Linked DNA regions of Gossypium arboreum: region 2 is linked to region 1. Evidence: chromatin contacts called from public Hi-C data. All regions are on one chromosome and are shown on one strand. Each heading gives the region's core, a stretch centred on a gene start, on an enhancer-like site or on the middle of the called end of the contact. The rest is flanking DNA. Distances are from core to core; before and after follow the strand shown. Region 1 holds the start of LOC108475012 (probable protein phosphatase 2C 11). Region 2 holds the start of LOC108475630 (mitogen-activated protein kinase kinase kinase 3-like).

Evidence for each region. A called contact is a pair of places that touch in the nucleus more often than the background predicts.
Region 2: a Hi-C map of leaf shows a contact between it and region 1, with 2.8 times the contacts expected there. The contact joins the promoter of LOC108475630 here to the promoter of LOC108475012 in region 1. A contact is called at or near these places in 2 of 5 Hi-C or Micro-C datasets (both in leaf).

The regions. Positions count from the first base shown.
Region 1 is chr3:125,598,944-125,603,873 of ASM2569848v2, reverse strand. LOC108475012 (probable protein phosphatase 2C 11) reads left to right here and starts at 3,064. Exons shown (of 16, transcript XM_053026312.1): 1 at 3,064-3,469; 2 at 3,566-3,634; 3 at 4,127-4,192. The coding sequence starts at 3,331.
Region 2 is chr3:125,786,913-125,791,842 of ASM2569848v2, reverse strand. LOC108475630 (mitogen-activated protein kinase kinase kinase 3-like) reads left to right here and starts at 2,416. Exons shown (of 9, transcript XM_017777613.2): 1 at 2,416-2,904; 2 at 3,591-3,854; 3 at 3,938-4,025; 4 at 4,130-4,192; 5 at 4,284-4,520; 6 at 4,596-4,655; 7 at 4,742-4,849. The coding sequence starts at 2,519.

The DNA of each region.
Region 1 (4,930 bases), core at 1,815-4,314:
TGGTATTTGGTTTCGAGTGAAATTCAATTTAGGAATCATGTGAAAGAAATAATGACTTGGTTTATCCAGTGGGCAAAGATTATGTTTCTGCAGTGGAGAATATGAGAAGAGAGAAAAATAAATGGGAAGAAGAAAAAGAAAATAAAGAAAAAAAATTCAATTATTCAAAAAAATAAAAGTATAGGGACTAGTTTTAACAAATGGAAAACATAGAAAAATTTCATTAAAAGTAATGACGAAGCAAAAGAAAATAGAAAATAAAGAAAAAAAATTAAAAGAATATAAAAGAAAAAAATTAAATGGCTCAAAACGAAAAAAATATAGAGACCAATTATATAATTTAATCTAAAATTTTCATTTGAAATAATGATTTAATGTACTATGTCAACTTATTGTTACACCATTAACAATAATTAACAAATCAGTGACTAAAATTTTACAACACGATAATGTAAGTGACTAAAATATAACGTTTCAAACATAAGTAACTAAAATATAACCTGAGGTAAATAAAAGTGGCTATTTTGTTAGTTTACTGTAAAATTTAAGGTAAATTACCTAGTTGAACACTCAATTTTTAGGACATTTTCTTTTTTATTACCTAAAATGCAATTTTTGTAATTTCGTTACTTAACTTTTAGGGCACTTCCATTTTAGTCACCTAAGTGTAAAATCTCTAACGACGGTTAACTGTACATGTTATATCATACTTACACTTGCATTTTGGTTACCAACTTCTAGGTCGCTTTTATTTGGTCACAGAAAAAAGTCCTTTTTAAGTATAAATTGAGGTAAAAAAATCAAAGGATAAAGTAAAAAAAGGATAGAAACTAAAATAATATACAAAAATTGTCAAATTGTATTTGTTTATTCCATTGCTGAAAATTCTAAATTTTTAATATTAAAACTTAAATTTCAAAACATCAAAATCAATTAAATAAGTTATTTGAAAATTTTATCCCTTAATAGTGTCGTCGATTTGTCACTATAGTATTGAAATTAATTAATTTAATCTCCTTCTAAATTTTAAAATTTTATTTTATATTTCCAAATTATCCTTAAACGGAATCAACTCAAATAACTCATATTTAATAATTGCCTACAAAGTTTAATTTTTTATTATATAATCTCGAATTTTCCATGCTAAACTAAAAGTAAAAGAAAAAATTCTTACAATTAATTAAAGTTACATGTTCTTCGTTTGGGTAAAGAAGTGATGAAAAATTTATGAGTTTTGTTTGGCATGAAAGATAAAATTAATTAATTTAATTGATTGCAAGAATTTTTCTTTGCTTTTAGCTTAATATGGAATATTCAAGAATTTGTGTTTCATAGGCAACTATAAGAGTTAAGTTATTTGAGTTTATTTTAATTTGGAAACATAAAATAAATTTTAAATTTTAGAAGGTGATTAAATTAATTAATTTCAATATTATGGTAACAAATCGACTAACACTATTAATGGATAAATTTTTCAATAACTTATTTAATTGATTTTTATGTTTTGAGATTTAAAATTTCAATATTTAAAAAAGAAATTTAAAACTTCTAGAAAATGGGTAAACAAGTACAATTTGACAATTTTAATGCATTATTTTAGTTTCTATCTTTTTTACATTAATCCTTAATATAATTTTTTTATCTCGATCAATACTTTAAAGAGATATATTTTTTGGGTGACCAAAATGAAAGCAGCCTAAAAATTAAGTGACTAAAATGAAAGTGTAAATATGATGTGGCATGTACAGTTAACTGTCGTTAGATATTTAACTCTTGTGTGACTAAAATGAAAGTGTCTTAAAAGCTGGGTGATAAAATTGCAAGAATTTCATTTTAAGTGACCAGAATAAAAGTGTCTTAAAGTTGGGTGACTAACTAAGGCAATTTACCCTAAAATTTAAGTAACATATTGTAATAAAAAAAAGTACAAGATATAAATTGTAGGATTTAGCTGACCGGATACAAGAAAAATGATAAAATAAATGATCATTCACACTATTTACTAATCTTAATATCTTCATGGTTAAAATTTGTTGGATAGTCACTATACTTTGTCAAAATTTATGATCTAGTCTCTATACTTAAAAAATTTAAAATCAAGTTCTTATACTTTTTAATTTTTACAGAACTTAGTCCAATTATTAAAATCATAAGTATTTTTTGTCAAAGTTTGTCAAATTGGCATAGTGCCTTGTGCCTAGAAGTCTGCATGGGCCGGGCTACCCGACCCGGCCCGAAGGCCCGCCCAAAATGTGGGAGGGTTTGGGCAAAAAAGTAAGACCCGTTTAAAAAATGGGTTGGGCCTCGGGTAAGACATTTTTGGCCTGGGCCCGGCCTGAATTTACTAAATGAAAAAAATTGTTTTTTAATATTATTTTCTTATTATTTTCTCCCTATTTTGCTACTATTTTAGTATTATGTTGATACTATTTTGTTGTTATTGTTTGGATATTATATAAAACTTATTTTATTGTTAAATTTTTTATTATTTTAAAGACATTTGCTAATTTTGTTATTATTTTAGAGGCATTTGCTTGTTAAATTGTATTTATTTTAGTGTTATTTAAGTATACATATTTTTTAAAATTTATTTTCAATTTGTTGAGAAATATTTATTTTGATTTTTAGTATTTTTATGGTTTATATATATTTTAAAATTATATAAAAATAATATAAAAATTAATATATGGCCAGGTCAGGTTTGGGCAAAATTTTAGGCCCATTTTTCGGGCCAGGCCAGGCTTGAGCCTAGCAAATAGACCTAAATTTTTAGTTGGGCCCCGCCCGAACCCACCCCGGCCGGGCCCATGCATACCTCTGTGCCCTAATGTGATGTGGCATATGATTGATGAAAAATAAGTACCTTAACTTAACAAATTTTAATGGAAAATACCTATTAAATTGAAAAAATTAGGAGGATTGAAATTTTAACTTTTAAAGGATAGGGACTAAATCTCAAATTATATAGAAGTACAAGGACTAGCAGCATATTTTAACCTATCTGCATAATTTTTACTATTACGAGTCAACAGCCATAAAGGCAGGAGTAAATCAGCTAGCCTACTCTATACCGCACCAAAGCCAATCCCAAACCGCTTGAGCAAGTAATCGAGCAGGGTTTTTTTTAAAAAAAAACGCTTATTTTAAGCTTTGTTATAGAGACCGACAGAAAAGAAGACTTATAGAAGATTTTAGATTCTTCTTTCTTACACTTTACTTTCTGTTTCGCATTGATTTTCTCTGGAAACATACAAATTTCATTCCTCCATTCTTTTTTTCCAGATCCAAATTGCAATATAAATCTCGTAGTTTTTAAGATATTGGAAAAAGATGGAGGCATCGTCGACGAGTCAACCTGAGTTTGACTGTTTGTTTAAGTTGTTACTGATAGGGGATTCGGGTGTGGGGAAGAGCACTCTGCTCTTGAGTTTTACTTCAGATACCTTTGAGGAACTCAATCCTACCATTGGTAACCTTACCTATCTTCCTTTTTCTTTATTCTTTTTTGGTTAACTTGTTTTAAAAATTTTGAAGACTGAGTGATTTGATTTTTTTTTCCTTTTAGGTGTGGATTTTAAGGTGAAGCACGTTACCATTGGAGGGAAAAAGCTGAAGCTTGCCATCTGGGACACTGGTAAACGTCGTCAGATCCTGTTTCTTTTGCCTTTTCCATTGTTTTTTTTTTTGTTTGTTTTAGGATTTTTTTTCCCTTTGATGGTTAAGATAGAATATAGCATTAGATATTGTGTGGAAATTTTCAATGTTTATTGCTTTCGTTTTAAGTTCTTAGAGCACATTTGAATGTATTATGCACTAGATCATGATATTGGTGGAAGTTGCAAACTTCATCCATATATATATAGGTATATACACGCACGTGTATTTGACATGGTACTCCATGTTAATTTGAAAGAGAGGACTGTCCAAGTTTGCAATCTGTTTCCATATTCCATATCAACTGTAGACTAAGTATGAATTATCTGCAAGGAGCTCTTATTCTCCTTGGACACCTCCTATAGGATGTTTGTAGAATTTGGTATTGTTTATACATTGTGTTTGTTTGGTGTAAAATGAGTTGGTGATTTGAATAGAAATAAGTTGTTATTCATAACTTCACTTTATGCAGCTGGACAGGAAAGATTTAGAACGCTAACAAGTTCATATTATAGAGGAGCACAAGGGATAATTATGGGTATGGGACTTCATTCATCTCTTGCTAGCGGTCTTCTATTTACTTCTGTGGCACATCAGTTGTTATAATTTGTATCTGTGTTGTTAAACATGATCAACATAATGATGCTGGAGGTTTTGTGCTAAGAATTCGTTTCGTACGTGAAGTTTATTTTCCTTCTTTGCTTCAAATTTTTTTTACGTGAAGTTTATTTTCCTTCTTTGCTTCAAATTTTTTTTTTCATTTTTATCAGTAATCATACTTTTGAAGTTCTTATTGGTATATGTTAGTTATCATCATTATTAGATATTCTGGCGTCACGCTTCCTATGATGAAATGAACTTCACAATGAGGGTAGATTGGGTCATTTGTGGTAAGGTGAGGAGACGTTACATTTCAGCAAAACGAGATGTTGTGGAGAGATAGCAGAGAGGAAGATCGGAGCAGACTCTGGAAAACAAGTGCGGTGGCAGGTGGTGATGATGGACACAATAAGGGGTTTAGAAAGATGAGAGCTACAGTGGTTGTGATTGTAGAAAGAAAGTTGCAGAGAGAACTTTAGAGTGCTAAGTTTGCCAAAATATCAAAAAGTTCCAAAGGAGACATTCAAACCTCTATTTATAGGCCTTGGAAAGGGAAGTTAAAAGGAAATGGTTATAAAGGAAAAGTGGGCATGAATGTGTTAAAATGATGGATAAATGGGATTGAGAGGGGTTACTTGAACTTGAACATAGGAAAGTGGAAGGTAAATTACATGGA
Region 2 (4,930 bases), core at 1,167-3,666, 190 kb before region 1:
CAATTCTAATTTGATCTATCAAATGTGAAATAATATAATTCAAAGTGTATTTAGCAGCTAAGAAACAATCCTACATTCTATATGAAAACAACTCTTCAATCGGTATGAAATGATCTAAACCTAATAATGCTTGAATCTCATTTCTGATTTGAAAATTTACAGCTTTCATAAATTTGAACCAGCATGCAACAAATTAGTTAGCTGTTTCTAGCACTATCTCTTCGATCTCGTCCACGCAAGAGTTTAGTGATAATATCGACGACTTAATATATGAATGTATATCCAACATTCAATTTGAAAGGGTATCAAACATTGTTAGAGAAGCAGCTCCTTGTACTATGTTCGATGAATCAGGCACTAAATAATAAGTGATCGTCCTATTCTTTTTATTGATAAAGAAATTTTAGGAAGGGTTGCGCCAGGGAAACTGAATCAAGTTGCTTAACTATGAGTAGACAAGACAGAAGGACATCGAATTTGAGATTTTCATAATCATTTGCTCCATGAAAGGCAAAGCAAACAGCTACATCGAACACGTACATGTTCCCTTTTTTCCAGTTTTTTTTACGTATACTCACGTTTAAATATGTGTAAATGACTTATAACTTGTTTTATCATTACAAACTTTTTTAATAATTGATAACGGCAAATCATTTTGTTGTAATCAATAAGTAGAAGATTAAAATACGTAACAACATTTTATGATTATGGTTAATATTTTAACATTTAACAATAATTTATTTTGTTATTACAAATTTAATTAATAATTCATAACGATAAATCGTGTCGTTGCAATGAATAAATATAAAATTAAATTAAGTAATAACATTTTAAGGCTATTACTAATATTTTAGCGTTTAACAACTCTTCTAGTCGTTACAAATTTCATTAACAATTCACTTTGTTGTAACAACATTTTAAGGTTCTTACTAATATTTTAAGGTTTAGCAACAACTTGTTTAGTTGCTATACCTTTTACTAATAATTCATCACGACAAATCGTGTTGTTACTATTAATAGAAAGAAAATTAAATTACACGACATATGTTAAAGTCATTGCTAACTTTATAATATTTAGCAATAATTTAATTTAGTTATTGTAATTAGTATTTTAAAAATTAAATTTAACATCTACAAAATACTCATTTTTCTTGTAGTGTATACGAGAATAACCAATCATCTGCCGAGTTTAATGTCTTTGAAACAATGGCCAAAACTGTGAATTCTAATGTCAAAAGTTTCCATAGTTTTCATGCATAATTAAAGGGTCCACCCTAAATAAGAAAACTAACATACATCATCATATAGGTTGTGGACATTTAACAGAAAAGGAAAGGCAGCGGTTTTCCACCATAAGAGGAGGGGGGGGGGTAGTTGCTGGTTTTGCAAATTGTTTAGCTGACAAAGACAATTCATCAATGCAGTAAGGTCCACTTCGGTTTTATTATAATGGGACACAAAACCAATAATATCTAAAATGTAGCGGAGAGCATTTTGATGCCATGTATTTCATCAATAATTTATCCACTGCCATGTCCACCAGGGCGGCATGCATGCAGTTGAAACCAAGTTGACGAGTACTGAATGTTGTCTTCGTGGCTTGCACTTGTTTGAATTTTCCAAATCTGTGTTTTTCTCATGGAAGCAATTTTCTGTATTGGAGAAGTTGCAGACAAGTCAAATGTGCAGAAGAAGACAAAGCATTAAAACCAAAAAGCTTATGTCTGTTTTTCGAAAGGTGACATTTAATAAGTTAGGGTTGAAATTGTTGGGTTTTCTAACACTTTCTTCTATTAGCAAGTTTCCCTCCATTAACAAGTTACAATCCTTTCCTATATAAAAAGAAAAGGTTGTCTGATACAACAAGATGCAAGATCTTTGTTAGTGATTGACTGTTAAGGAAAAAAGTGGTTAATGGTATATTTAAGGACAAGGCTGTGCAGTTGAAAAGATGCTCATAATTGAATGTATTTGATCTGCTCTGATATATTGTTTTAAAATGGAGAATTTAAGAAGTGACAATATGTTTTTCTGTTTTGCTTTGGAATCATAAATTCGTCATCATTATGTAATAATCTGACCAATCTTTTGCTCTTATAATGAACATCTAAACTAATTGCAGATAATCAAAGAGTCAAGTAAATGTCCTTAGATATATGCTTATTTTCGAAGTTTCTTCCAAGTAATATTGATTTCCTATCCAAAAACAAACCAAAAATGGAGAAGACCTGACTCTATCCAGGTACCATCCATTTTAATTCGAAAATCAAAAGATACCTGAAGTTAATTTTATATCAAAAATGGATTGTCATAAAATTTTACCGTAGGATTGGACGTACATTAAATCATTTCAAACCAAGTAGCCAGTGGAAGGCCTCGGTAGATAAACACACCCGTGTATATACAGGCAAGCACGCGGTATCACATTAATGTTAACCACTATATAAACAAGTGGGTTCATAAAGCACAACTTCAGCCTAAAACAAACTTAGTTCTTCCTCACACAGTGCTTTATTATATGGAAGAAAAGAGCATGAAGAAAACATATACAACAAGGAACAACAATAAACATAGCATGGAGAAGCCAAAAGGCTTGCATGAAGCAGCTGCAGCGAGTAAAAAATCTCCGAGAAACAGTTATGATATTGAAGTTCATCCAATCTCCTTTCATGGGTGTTCAGTGTTGTGGGATTCTGATTCAGATTTAGGAAGTAAAAGTAGGGAGAAGAAAGCTTATCCATTGCCACAGCCTTCAGCTTCTTCATGTAGGGCATCAATGGAGTCCCATCAAAGGGGTTCAAGTTTTGGTTCAGAAAGGGTGTCAGTTTCAAGTTTTACCTCAAATGAATCTTCTTCTTCTTCTGATGATGATGATGATATTCATGGGGATTTCAGTTCCTTCAGGTTTGTAGCTTATATTCTCAAGTTCCTTAAAAAACTTGTTTCATCTTCTGTTTTGCTCATGAAGATCAAATAATAACTATCTGATACAGATTTTAGTGAAAATTCCATAAATTTCCACTCAATACTGGTTTGATTTTCAGAAAACTTCACCCTCTTTGTTTTATATTTCTTTATCAAATTATATACAACATTAAAAATAATGAAAATATTGAATTATTATAAAATTAAATTATATTTAAATTTTAAGTAAATTTAGGCATTTTAAACTAAAAAGAAATTGATTAAAAATTAAAGAAAAAATGATAAAATGAATTGCTACAATGTTACAGTAAACAATCGAGTATATTTAGCATAAAAATTATTAACAAAAACAAAAAGTAAAATAGAAGATATAATTATCATTTATGACAAATTATTTAACATATAATTTATAATTTAAGTGCCTGAAAAGCTATGTGCAGAAATGTGTCGGTTATCATCTACCAAACTTGTAATACTAATTAATGTATTTTCTTTTGCCTTAATGAAGAAAAGGCAAATATAATAGCTGGATATTTTATACCGTTCATCTGGTGGTTCCCCTGTTGTTAACATCATTAAAGCTACGGTGCTCACATGATTCTTTTAGAAAATATTAATATAAAAACTCTGATATATAAGTGACATAGTTTATGATTTGGTTGTAGAGTATATGAAGAAAATAACAGCAACTTATGGTCAAAAGGCTCAAATTCAGGATCAAAAGCTTCGTATATGCATCAATCACCTCGATATCTGTCACCATGGGATGCCAGTTTAGAATCCCCAACTGAGAAACATCCATGTCATCGTCTTCCCCTTCCTCCTCCTACTTCACCTAATAAACCTCCAACGAAATCTCCATCTAAATGGAAGAAAGGGAAGCTTCTAGGAAGAGGGACATTTGGACATGTTTATGCTGGATTTAATAGGTAAAATATTTGATATAATTTCATTGCCCTTTCATATGAATGAATTCAAAAGAAAAAGCTTTATATATTACTTTTTCCAACAGTGAAAATGGAACAATGTGTGCAGTGAAGGAAGTTAAGGTCATTACAGATGATCAACCATCAAAAGAATGTCTCAAACAACTGAACCAGGTTGGTCTGGTTTTTACAAAATCTCAGTGTCTTAAAACATCGTTTCTTTCATGGCAATGTTTGGGGGTTATTGATTAGAATCTCTTTCTTCTAATGCGAAACAGGAGATATCCTTGCTTAGTGAGTTGTCTCATCCAAACATTGTCCAATATTATGGGAGCGAACTGGTTCGGCTTGGCAGCCTTTACATGTCTATTAATCCAATTTGTTTACAAGTTTGGTCAATAAGTTGAAACAATCCAAGTTTAATTTATGCAGGGATCAGACAAGCTTTCGGTTTACTTGGAATACGTTTCAGGGGGTTCAGTACACAAATTACTAGGTGAATATGGACCATTCAAGGAACCTGTTATCCGAAGTTACACAAGGCAAATACTCAGTGGCTTGGCTTACTTACATGCAAGGAAGACAGTACATAGGGATATCAAAGGAGCCAACACACTGGTAGCTCCTAATGGTGAAATCAAGCTTGCTGATTTTGGAATGGCTAAACATGTACGGATTTAACTATTAACATTGTGTTTTTAGTAAGGGAAGATGTTTCTGATGAATTTGTGTTTTAAAATCCAGATGACATCTTGTTCTTCAATGCTTTCTTTTAAAGGAAGCCCTTATTGGATGGCACCAGAGGTACCTATTCTTCCATATCTATTTTATACAATTTTTCTCCCATGTTTTAGAAGTTGTTTAATCTTAACATCCACTGATCTTTCCAGGTTATCATGAATGCTCATGGATATAGCTTAGCTGTTGACATATGGAGCCTAGGGTGTACAGTTCTTGAGATGGCGACATCAAAACCTCCCTGGAGCCAGTACGAAGGGGTACGAGCGCCGTTATCACCGATATTTATTGTAATTGATCATGATGACATCCATTGCAATTATAACCAAGACCCCTAAATT